Linked DNA regions of Dromaius novaehollandiae: region 1 is linked to region 2. The links are chromatin contacts, called in public Hi-C maps. All regions are on one chromosome and are shown on one strand. The core of a region is the stretch at or near the end of the contact, and the rest is flanking DNA. Distances in the headings are between cores, read along the strand shown.

Region 1 (4,911 bases), core at 652-3,151, 43 kb after region 2:
TGAAATACTTGTGTCCTTGGGATCTGTACAAATACAGAGGATTATCCAACCACAGCCCTGCATTGCTAGCCCTGGCTACTGAAATCTTTCATTCTTCTAAAGAATGGGAACAGTGCGGGCAGCGGTGATCCAAGCAACCAAATAAGGTCCCACCAAATGTCTCTCAGCTCTAAATATCTTCAGACTCAAGGAAATTTATCTGCAGAAGGACAGAAGTCCCCAAAGAGACATCTTTCTTAGACTCATTTAAATTACACCCATCATGTAAGAAGAAAGTCTGTACCATTGTCATGTCATACAGATTCCAGAATAAAACCATTTTCCTTTTTATGTGTGTTATTTATTTGTATGACTGAGTCTTCCTTGTGTGTGTTCAGAAGATGAAAATAACAAAGACATACAAAACTGGGCAACGCTGCGGTTTGAGCCCTCTACCGGTGCATAAAACACTGCAAGCATTTGTGGGCCCAGCACATTGCCTTTCCAGCAAAGGCAAGGGAGAGTTCTGGAGGGCTTTGACTCATGCTGGGGCCTCTAAGGCTAGCCACCACTCCCTGGAGGCAAACCAAGCCTGGAGATACCCTCAGGAGAGTGTGGATTTCAGACCACGCTCTTTTAAACCAGCAGCGCTTTTTTTGGCTGTATCTGTAGTCAAGTTGCTGCTCCCCTACAACTACTCAAAATGATGCCAGCAGTTGTTTGGGGCCTTCTAATGTTCCTCTAATGTTTCCTTCCACCAGCTTGTAAAACCTGTATTTGCACATGGCATAAAGCATGTGTGTAAAGTGCCTGAGAGTATGACTCCTGGTAGGAGTCAGTAAGAAGCTATATATCTTTAAGACTTAGAAGAAACAGACTCGTAGAAATACCACATGGAATACCACATGGAAGTGAGTACTTTAGCACAAGCTGTTCCTAAGAAAATATAATAAAATGCAGGTAAGTCTTGATATTTTTTTTCCTAATATAATAATTCTTTCTGATTTCAAAAGAATCCACTTCTTTCTATACCTTACTTCTCCATCTGTGTAATGGGAAAGAGTAACAATGATTTTTTTCCTCATCTGGTTGCCATTTTTTGTATGTTTGGTATACAAGTTCTTTGGGACAGGGCAGTCTGCTCCAAGTGTATGTATGCAGACGTATCATCTATGTAGCTAGGACCAAGCTATCCACTGAAATTTCCAAGTTATGATAAAGCTCAGATTGAAGATCACATTTGTCATGTCTATTAACTTTAGTTGCTCATTTTCAGAATCGATGTGAAAGCCGAAACGTGGCACAAGCACAACCTCCAGGTTTTCCCTTTTAAAAAGCTCAACGTCGAGGCTTAGTTTTATACTTAAAACCTGGTTCACCAAATTATCTATTCAAAAAGAGTGCCCACTGCTGTCTAATGTACACAACCAGTGCACAACTCCAGACAAACGGAAACATAAAATCAGGTCTTTATGTTTTCTCCTTTCAAAACTCAAGTTTAAATTAAAAACCAGGTGTCTGAAAATTTGCTAAACTAAGATGAGATAAGCTTCCATTTTCTAGGGTCTGAAGTACAGTTCAACGTCATTTCTGAAGGCAATGAGATCACCACCGTGATCACTGAGTGCCATGTGGCTAATGAAAGATTGCAAGGGCGCATTAAGTCAACCAGCAGTGAAACTCTCCTGCAGCTTTGACGGCTATTGCCGGGCAGCATCTCCTTTGGTGGCTGCCCTCGCAGTAATTTAACGGTAGTGGTGCAGCTCCCATTGCACCAATAGAAACCCCATGTGGGACAAGACACCAGCCTCTGATAAGGGCTGGATGAGACTGTGACAAACACGGTTCAGTCTTGCTGCCAGGAGCAGTGGGGCTAAGCCTGCACACTGGGTAGGAGATACAGCACTAACAAGGCTCTGCTGTTTCTCATTAGCGTGCTGCATGATGGTATTTAGGACACAGTTTACAAGCCTGGCAAAGGCAGGGCTGCAGACTCCCTGTTTCCTCTGTGTTTATAAATCCTCCACAGGCTGTTGCTGGGGGAGTGGGACTCGGTGTGTTTTCTGTTCAGCAGCTTTATTCCAAATGGAGCAGAGCTGAGACTTCTTCCATTTCCTCGTATTTTTTAAAGTGCTGAGCTGAAAGAGAATTATAAAAATAAAGCATCTTCTTTTGGTTTTTGACTTTTTACTGTTAATTGGCTGTGACTGTAGTTCCTGGGTACTACAATATGACACTCACTAAAATATGGTAACTTTTCTCCTTGAAATTTGTTTCAAATAGAAAAATGTGTTCTAATAATGTTCCTCCATCCTGATAAGGAAAGTTCACACTTCCTGAAACACTGTGTTTTGGTATCTTTCCAAAATAAAACATGTTCCCATGGAAAAAAAATTATTCTGAAGACATTATTTTAAAAAATAAAACTATTCTGAAGAAACAGAATGTTCCAATCAAAACCACATTTCATGGGGAAACCATTGATGATTAGTGACAGCTAATGGAGCAGGGAGAGGCTGTTACGGCCCAGGATGGGGAGGCTAAGGGGGCAGAAGCCCTGCAGCTTGCTCTCTCCTTGCAGCCCCAGATATGGACCATGCATGATGACACTGTGTTAGCAAAGGAAGAAGAAGCCCAATATAGAAGAATACCATCAAGCCTATTGCTTCTGCGTTTTTGAAACAATCCACTGGGATAGGATTAAGCTCCAGAGGCAGAAACTCTAAACTTCTTTGGGAAAACATCCAAAGGGCAATTTCCCTTTACTAACTGGTGCGTAAAAGAAGAGGAAATCCTAAGACTGTCACAAGCAAAGGTGTCCCTGAGTTTGTGGGAGTGTTTTGCTCCCGGGTCCCTGTGGGTGGTTGTACTGGCCTGTAGATGGCGAGTTTTCCATTTGGAGGAGTGGTTGTTTCGGGGAAAAAAAAGGGGGAAAACCCTTCATCCTTAGGGAAACCTGAGAAGCAAATACTGTGTGAAGTGGCTAACTAGGAGTTAACCTTCCAGTTTCCCAAATGCCTCTCCCATGATGCATAACTCCGTACGCATGACCGATGGTCTACCAGGCATCAGGATTTTGCCCTGAAGATGATGCTATTACAACTTTGGCTAAATATTAAGCCTTCTTACTTGAAACGGAATCGGGAAGCTCAACACCCACTTCAGTAGCATCCACAGTCCATGGCATAAAATCATCAAGATTTCTCTTTCAGGAGGCAAAGTGAAGGTATGTGATGATCATGCTATAATTTCATTTTCTGGTTCCCTCTTATGGTTTTTAGTAATACACTGACATGAAGAAAGAGGTACCCATATTGACTGATTGACACAAAAGATAACACTGCAAGGCCCAAGACATTCAGGGAATGACTTGCAGTGTTACTGATCTCTGGGCTATCATGAGCCAAATTCTCTCAGGAAGCCAAAAATTTTAAGCTTGGTCCCCACTGAATCATGACATACTTCTAAGAAAATGTTTTCCATATGTTTTTCATAATCCATGCCTGTATTTTAAGCTCATCTGGACTCCTTCACCAATGAGCTAGTAAAAATATCAAGTTGAAAAGAGTACTTCTGATACACACAAAAAGACATGTTTTTCCCTGACTACCCAAACGGAAACTTCACTTACTCCAAATTCATCCTTTAACGCATTCACTTCCTATTTCTAGCTTCCCTCACTTCCTTTCTACTTTCCTCCCTTTCCCTTTATATTTCTGTCCTGTCCAAGGGCTACAGAATGAGGCTGGAATGTGAATCGTGTACTTCCAAGAAATATAAAGTACATACTCTGTGGGTCAAATTTTCCATTTATTTTTTCAGTAAAGATTTATGAGCCTTCCTGAAGGCTGCATGGGTAGGAATGTCTTTCTAACATCCAACTACTCACTAATTCCCAGGAAAACCCCTAATACAAAGAGAATTTTTGATAATTCAGTAGTCTTTCCATTTTGAAGTTTCACTGTTATTTTATTTTAAAAAAAAAGCACTCATGGATATTCAAGAGACATTTTTAATGCACTATTTTGATAATCTACATAAATGCACACACGTATTCCATTTTGGTTGCAAATCGCAAATTCAGCTACAATTTGGGGCCCAAATAACTGAAATATTTGTTTTCTTTGAGAGATTTTTCCATCCCTTCTGCTCTCCTGCACTGTACCCACTCCTCTGTGGGTAGCCTGGGATTTTCCCTTTGCCACCATCCCAGGAGGAGCCCCACGGCAGAAGAAGGTGGGCTCCTTTGCCACGCACAGCCCTGGGCAGCTGCTGCTGCTGCTGCCAGCGTTGCTGCAAAGCAGGTAGCAGCTCTCCTCGGACATTTCCACAGTTGCAGGAGGATGCTCAGCTATCAGCCCATGGATATATAGCAAATGAGCCAGCTCTGTGCTATTTGCTCTGGGGCTGAGCTGTGTCAGTGTGTTCAGCTCTCAGAGTCGCAAGAGTAGAAGAGCAACACACTGTAACTCAGGACTGATTTGAGATGTAATGTGAATTCCAGCCTGCCCTTGCTCTGCCTCTGCCTGCACTGCCCCCGGCTCGCCCACAGGGTTTGGGGGGGGTTTGCATGGCCCCAGGCCTGCACATGAGCGTGTCTGCCCATGGCTTTGCCTCCACGTGCCCAGCACCGGCCACTGCAGGGTGGTGCCTGGACTGGAGGTGCTCAGGTGCAAGGGGGTCGCCAAGCCAGTGCGCAGCTGCTGCCTGTGCAGCACAGAACAGGACGGCACTTTCCTATGGTACTGGGAGAGGAGTAACACACAGTGAAGCCTGAGTGCTGATGAAGAGGAGAAGCTTTTTGATTGCTGCCCAGAAGATCATGCTGCTGGCAAAAAGCAGCATTTATTACCTCCTCTCTCCTGCTACCCTCAGACTCTACTTCTTTCCTGAGCCTTAATAGCTTGTCTTTGACTCCCAGCATGGTCTGTG
Region 2 (4,236 bases), core at 1,570-4,069:
TGGGATATCGTCTTACTCTCTTATTTAAAATGCTTAAGGCCTTGTGGTGACATGGCAGTCTCAGCTTGTGCTCTATTCACCAGTTAATTTTTTTTATAAAAGACAACAGTCCCTGTATGGAGCAAGAGCCCTCTCCCAGGAGGTAGGGAAAATTGCTTCACATCCCCTCAGGTAGAGGAGGACTGCGAAGCCAAGTTTCCCATAGACTGAATGCATGCTTCAATGTTTTCAGGTACAATTTCAAATATGACTGAGCTGCAGTAACAGCTTGCTGCCACCATCAAGAAGTTGCCTTTCCCCTGGCCTGCTCCTCATTCATTTTCTTCTGTATTTTCCCTGCCCTAAACCAATTATATGGACAGTAATGACAGGAGACCAAAGCTGCATTTTTATCTCGTTTAACATTTACCAAACATTTTTTGCAAACTTTATTTATTTTGTGTTTTTTCCTGTCAACAATATATATAATAAATGAATACTTCTTGATCTTAATGGAGTTTATGTATTTTGGCTATGTTTCAGATATGCAAGTGTGATATTTTACAAATTATTATCTCATCTTTATTTTCTTTGAGTGTAGATATCTGTGTGCCTAACTTCTGCCCAAAAAGTTTGCCAAAAAGCAACTGGAAATACTACATGAAGAAGAAATTATATGCAATTTACAAAATAAAAAAAACCCCTAAATTCTTTGCTGCATGTTCTGCTTCATAGACTTGGAAAAATAAAACTTCTCTGACTTATAAAGGCTGGGTTTTCATTATAGCCTTATTTCTAAGAGCTAAGATTTTATTCCTGATTTGGGCTGTGTTATGGGTGGTCAAGTATGCAGGCAACAGGGTAAAGTCCATGGGAGGGAACAGGGCAGCACAATTGCTAGCCACAGTTTAGAGGAAGAGATGAATGGGAAAACTAAGAATAACTTTGCTCATTTTCAGAAAGAAACATTTCATCTGATAAGGCCATTACTAGCCTTCTGTGGTGTGTCAGTAGGTGATTTCTCTAGTCCTTGATTTGCAAGGTTGAATTCCCATGTCCTTTCAGATCACAATATTCTGTGCAGTGAAGGGGAACCATAGAAGGATACATTGACCTGTACCTGAGACATCAAATTGGAAGCTACCATGCGTTTGCCTGATGTGGTTTTGGTAGGCTACATTGGCTTTAGTTGTCCATTCTGACAACTAAATGTTCATTTTTAGGCATGCTGAGCCTGAGGATCAAAATCTTTACAGCTGCCTCTATGTTGTTTCAATGCCTCAGTTCAGGGATGTGATCTCTATTCTCCTAGCCAAGCAGTGCTGTGACTTGCATCCACACAGCTCATGGTTAGCCACCTCTAGAGCCCTGTGGCCACATCCGCGCTATAGAGTACTTGGCTCCACATCTCCTCTGGTCCCTATGTAGTCCTGGCATCCTAAGGCACAGCTGTCATTTTTGACCACTTTTTCAGTTTAGAGTTCTTTGTTGCTAGCAGTAAGGACACACTCTCAGGGTCCAGTTCCTGAGCCTCAGCACTTCTGTTAACCAAACCCTAATCATTAAAACAAGGGTTCACAAACAAGAGGCTACTTTTACCAATTTTGCATCTTATACTGTAGAATAAGGATGGTGATGCTTCTCTTCCATCCGTGTGTTCTTTTTGTAAAGTGAAGTAGTGTTCTTATATGTGTAAATTATTCAGTTATGCAATTAACTGCTTACCATTTTGGGTAATGTTAGTAAGATGCATGCTTTACACTTTTGGCCTATTCCATTCAAATGGCAACCAGCATTTCTTTCTGAAAAAGGTCAAAGAAAAACAAAACCTTTCCCCTGCTATCCTGTATCAAAATTACAGTCAACCCAATCAAAGCTTTCTGTTTATCTAGATAAGTTTATATTTACACTTGTATTTCTATCTGTAAAGTAGTAATTTGTGATTCTTTAGGACAGCATGAACGGTGCCTGGGAACCATGATTTGGGTCTGTCTCAATAAACCGCCCTGAAGGAAGATGTTGAGCCCACACTGCGACATGTTTGCGGGCAAAGCATGTTTAAAAGGCTGCAAGACTACAGAGGTCGGTCCTTCTTGTATTGAATGACAGAGGACAGAAAAAACTGTGATGACAGAATAAAGCAAATAATCTCAAAAGTATCAAGTTGAAAGCATGGTATTAAAACTCTCCATTCTCACTAACTGAGACTTCTTCATATGTGAACTTTCCTAGACTCACAGGATGCCATTTAAACACATCTTTCAAAATAGTTTCCTTTCAGAATTGAAGTGTAGGCTGCACTGGAGCTCTGGCTTAGGAAAATGTCATCCTTTGCCAGAGAGCAAGGAGATGCAAGATTTAGGTTGGTATTTTGCTCAGTGTTTATCCAGGGGTGCAGTGAGTTAGCAAGATATTCTTGTTATAGGTTGAGCACAGCAAGAAAGTTGTGTCATCTTGGAATCAGATAGCTTTCTGGGTCACTTGTCCAAAGTCAGTTGCAAACCCATCTGAGCCTGCAGATGACAAAACATTGCCATAGGGCATAGTTAGAAACGTGAGAGGTTTACTGCTTTTTATGAGGCTCTTACCATGCAGCCCATCATTCTAGTATTTACTGAGTTTGGAAATGTCTTTTATCACATTCAACTGTTTTCAGTTTCTTGATCAGTCCCCAAAAGGGACACTGACTCTATCATACCAGAAAAGTGAAGGAAAATATATTAATTTACAAGTTATTGAATAAATAAATACCCCTGTGGAGGCATCTGTTTTTCTGGGTGTAGAGTTACTTATGCTGGGTAGGGCTAGGTATTTCCTGGCTTGCTTTATGCTGGGTTGCAGAAGTGCTGTTTTTGCACTTCACTTTGTGGGCATGCTCCTGCAGTTCCATTGAACAAAATCCCTGCAAAATCCCTGGCTGATGAAATATTTCCTCTGCATTGGGTCTTAGGCAAGAGACGGCATCTGCAAAGCCAGAAAAGGAAGCTCTTGCCTTATAGAGCGAGCTCTCTGTAGTGACACAATGGCTGATATAAAGTGTCAGTGGAGCTGAGCTGAAGGCAAAGGAACAAAGAAAGATCACGATTCAGTGGCTGTTTCACACGAAAGGAAAGTGGAAAGTATCTCGGGGATGGATAAATTCAAGGCTGCACTTGTACTGGCCGGGGTAGGAGATGCTCTTGGTTATCGAAATTTCTCCCGAGAAAACAATGCTTTAGGTGCAAAAATCCAGCAGGAGCTGAAGGAAATTGGAGGGCTCGAGAACCTGGTGCTCTCTCCAGACAAATGGCCAGTAAGTGACAATACCCTCATGCACATGGCTACAGCAGAGGCCGTCATCACAGGTAGGTGACAATGAACTAGCGAATGCCATCCGGAAAGGAGCAAAACTGTAGAGCTGCTAGATTTCTTAAAATAAGCCTGAGTGCTGTGGAAGTAGTGAGAAACTGTGTCAGGTTCCTAAATGCTGCTTATAGGAATGATAATATACATATATTAGCTTGTCTTTTAGATAAGCACGATCTTTTGACCATTGTACAAAATAAGCAGATCTGATTTCTTTAGTGTGGAGTAGCTCTCTTCACGTTTTCCACAGGTTTACCATGCTGATTAAAGCTTCAAGATTAAAATACAGCATGTCCAGCATAATTAAAAAAAGTAAAATCTGCACACTGTACTTCAGGGAATAATACCACCAATGGAAATAAACCTGTTTAAAACTCTTCTGTAAAAAGAATAGTTCTAGGCACATTTTTAAGATGTTTGTGTTCAGAACTTCAGTTTGGCATAGAGTTGCCTTAATACCTCTTTCAGGCTAAAATCATTTGAACTATCTCATCTTTGCCAGCTTTCAGACAAGCGGTTGCACCTGCAAAGCCAGAGAAGGAACAATTTTTTATATGAGTAGAGTTCTATACCTTTTGTCCAGAAAAATATTTTAAAATGTGTTTTATAAAAAAGTATATCAAAATAGTGAATGTTATTAGCACGTGTCTTCTAAAATCACAACATTTTGAAAGAGTACATTTGTTTTTTCTTAAGGCAGTAATAGTCTTTTGTAACATGCCATGATATTTATACTGACACTCTACCAACTGAACCAAGGCTTTCTGAGACCATCAAGCCCATCAACAGAAATACATAGGAAGACAGTAACTGTTCAGCAATATTTTCTCATTTCAAAATGAATGAAACTTATCTCTGTAAAAATATTCCTAATTTTTCTTAACTCTTATAATACTCAATAATTAACAACAG

What was found. A called contact is a pair of places that touch in the nucleus more often than the background predicts.
Region 1: a contact with region 2 is called in a Hi-C map of liver, with 2.9 times the contacts expected there. The contact joins the enhancer-like site here to the promoter of ADPRHL1 in region 2. A contact is called at or near these places in 3 of 4 Hi-C or Micro-C datasets (blood, brain and liver).

What each region holds. Positions count from the first base shown.
Region 1 is chr1:153,764,735-153,769,645 of bDroNov1.hap1, forward strand. No RefSeq gene overlaps it. Among named protein-coding and RNA genes, the nearest start is that of GRTP1, 16 kb to the right of the region's middle. Within about 2 kb of position 1,902, at least 2 of the 2 cell types and tissues checked have open chromatin away from gene starts, as enhancers often do.
Region 2 is chr1:153,720,895-153,725,130 of bDroNov1.hap1, forward strand. ADPRHL1 (ADP-ribosylhydrolase like 1) reads left to right here and starts at 2,820. Exons shown (of 7, transcript XM_026096980.2): 1 at 2,820-3,323. The coding sequence starts at 3,110.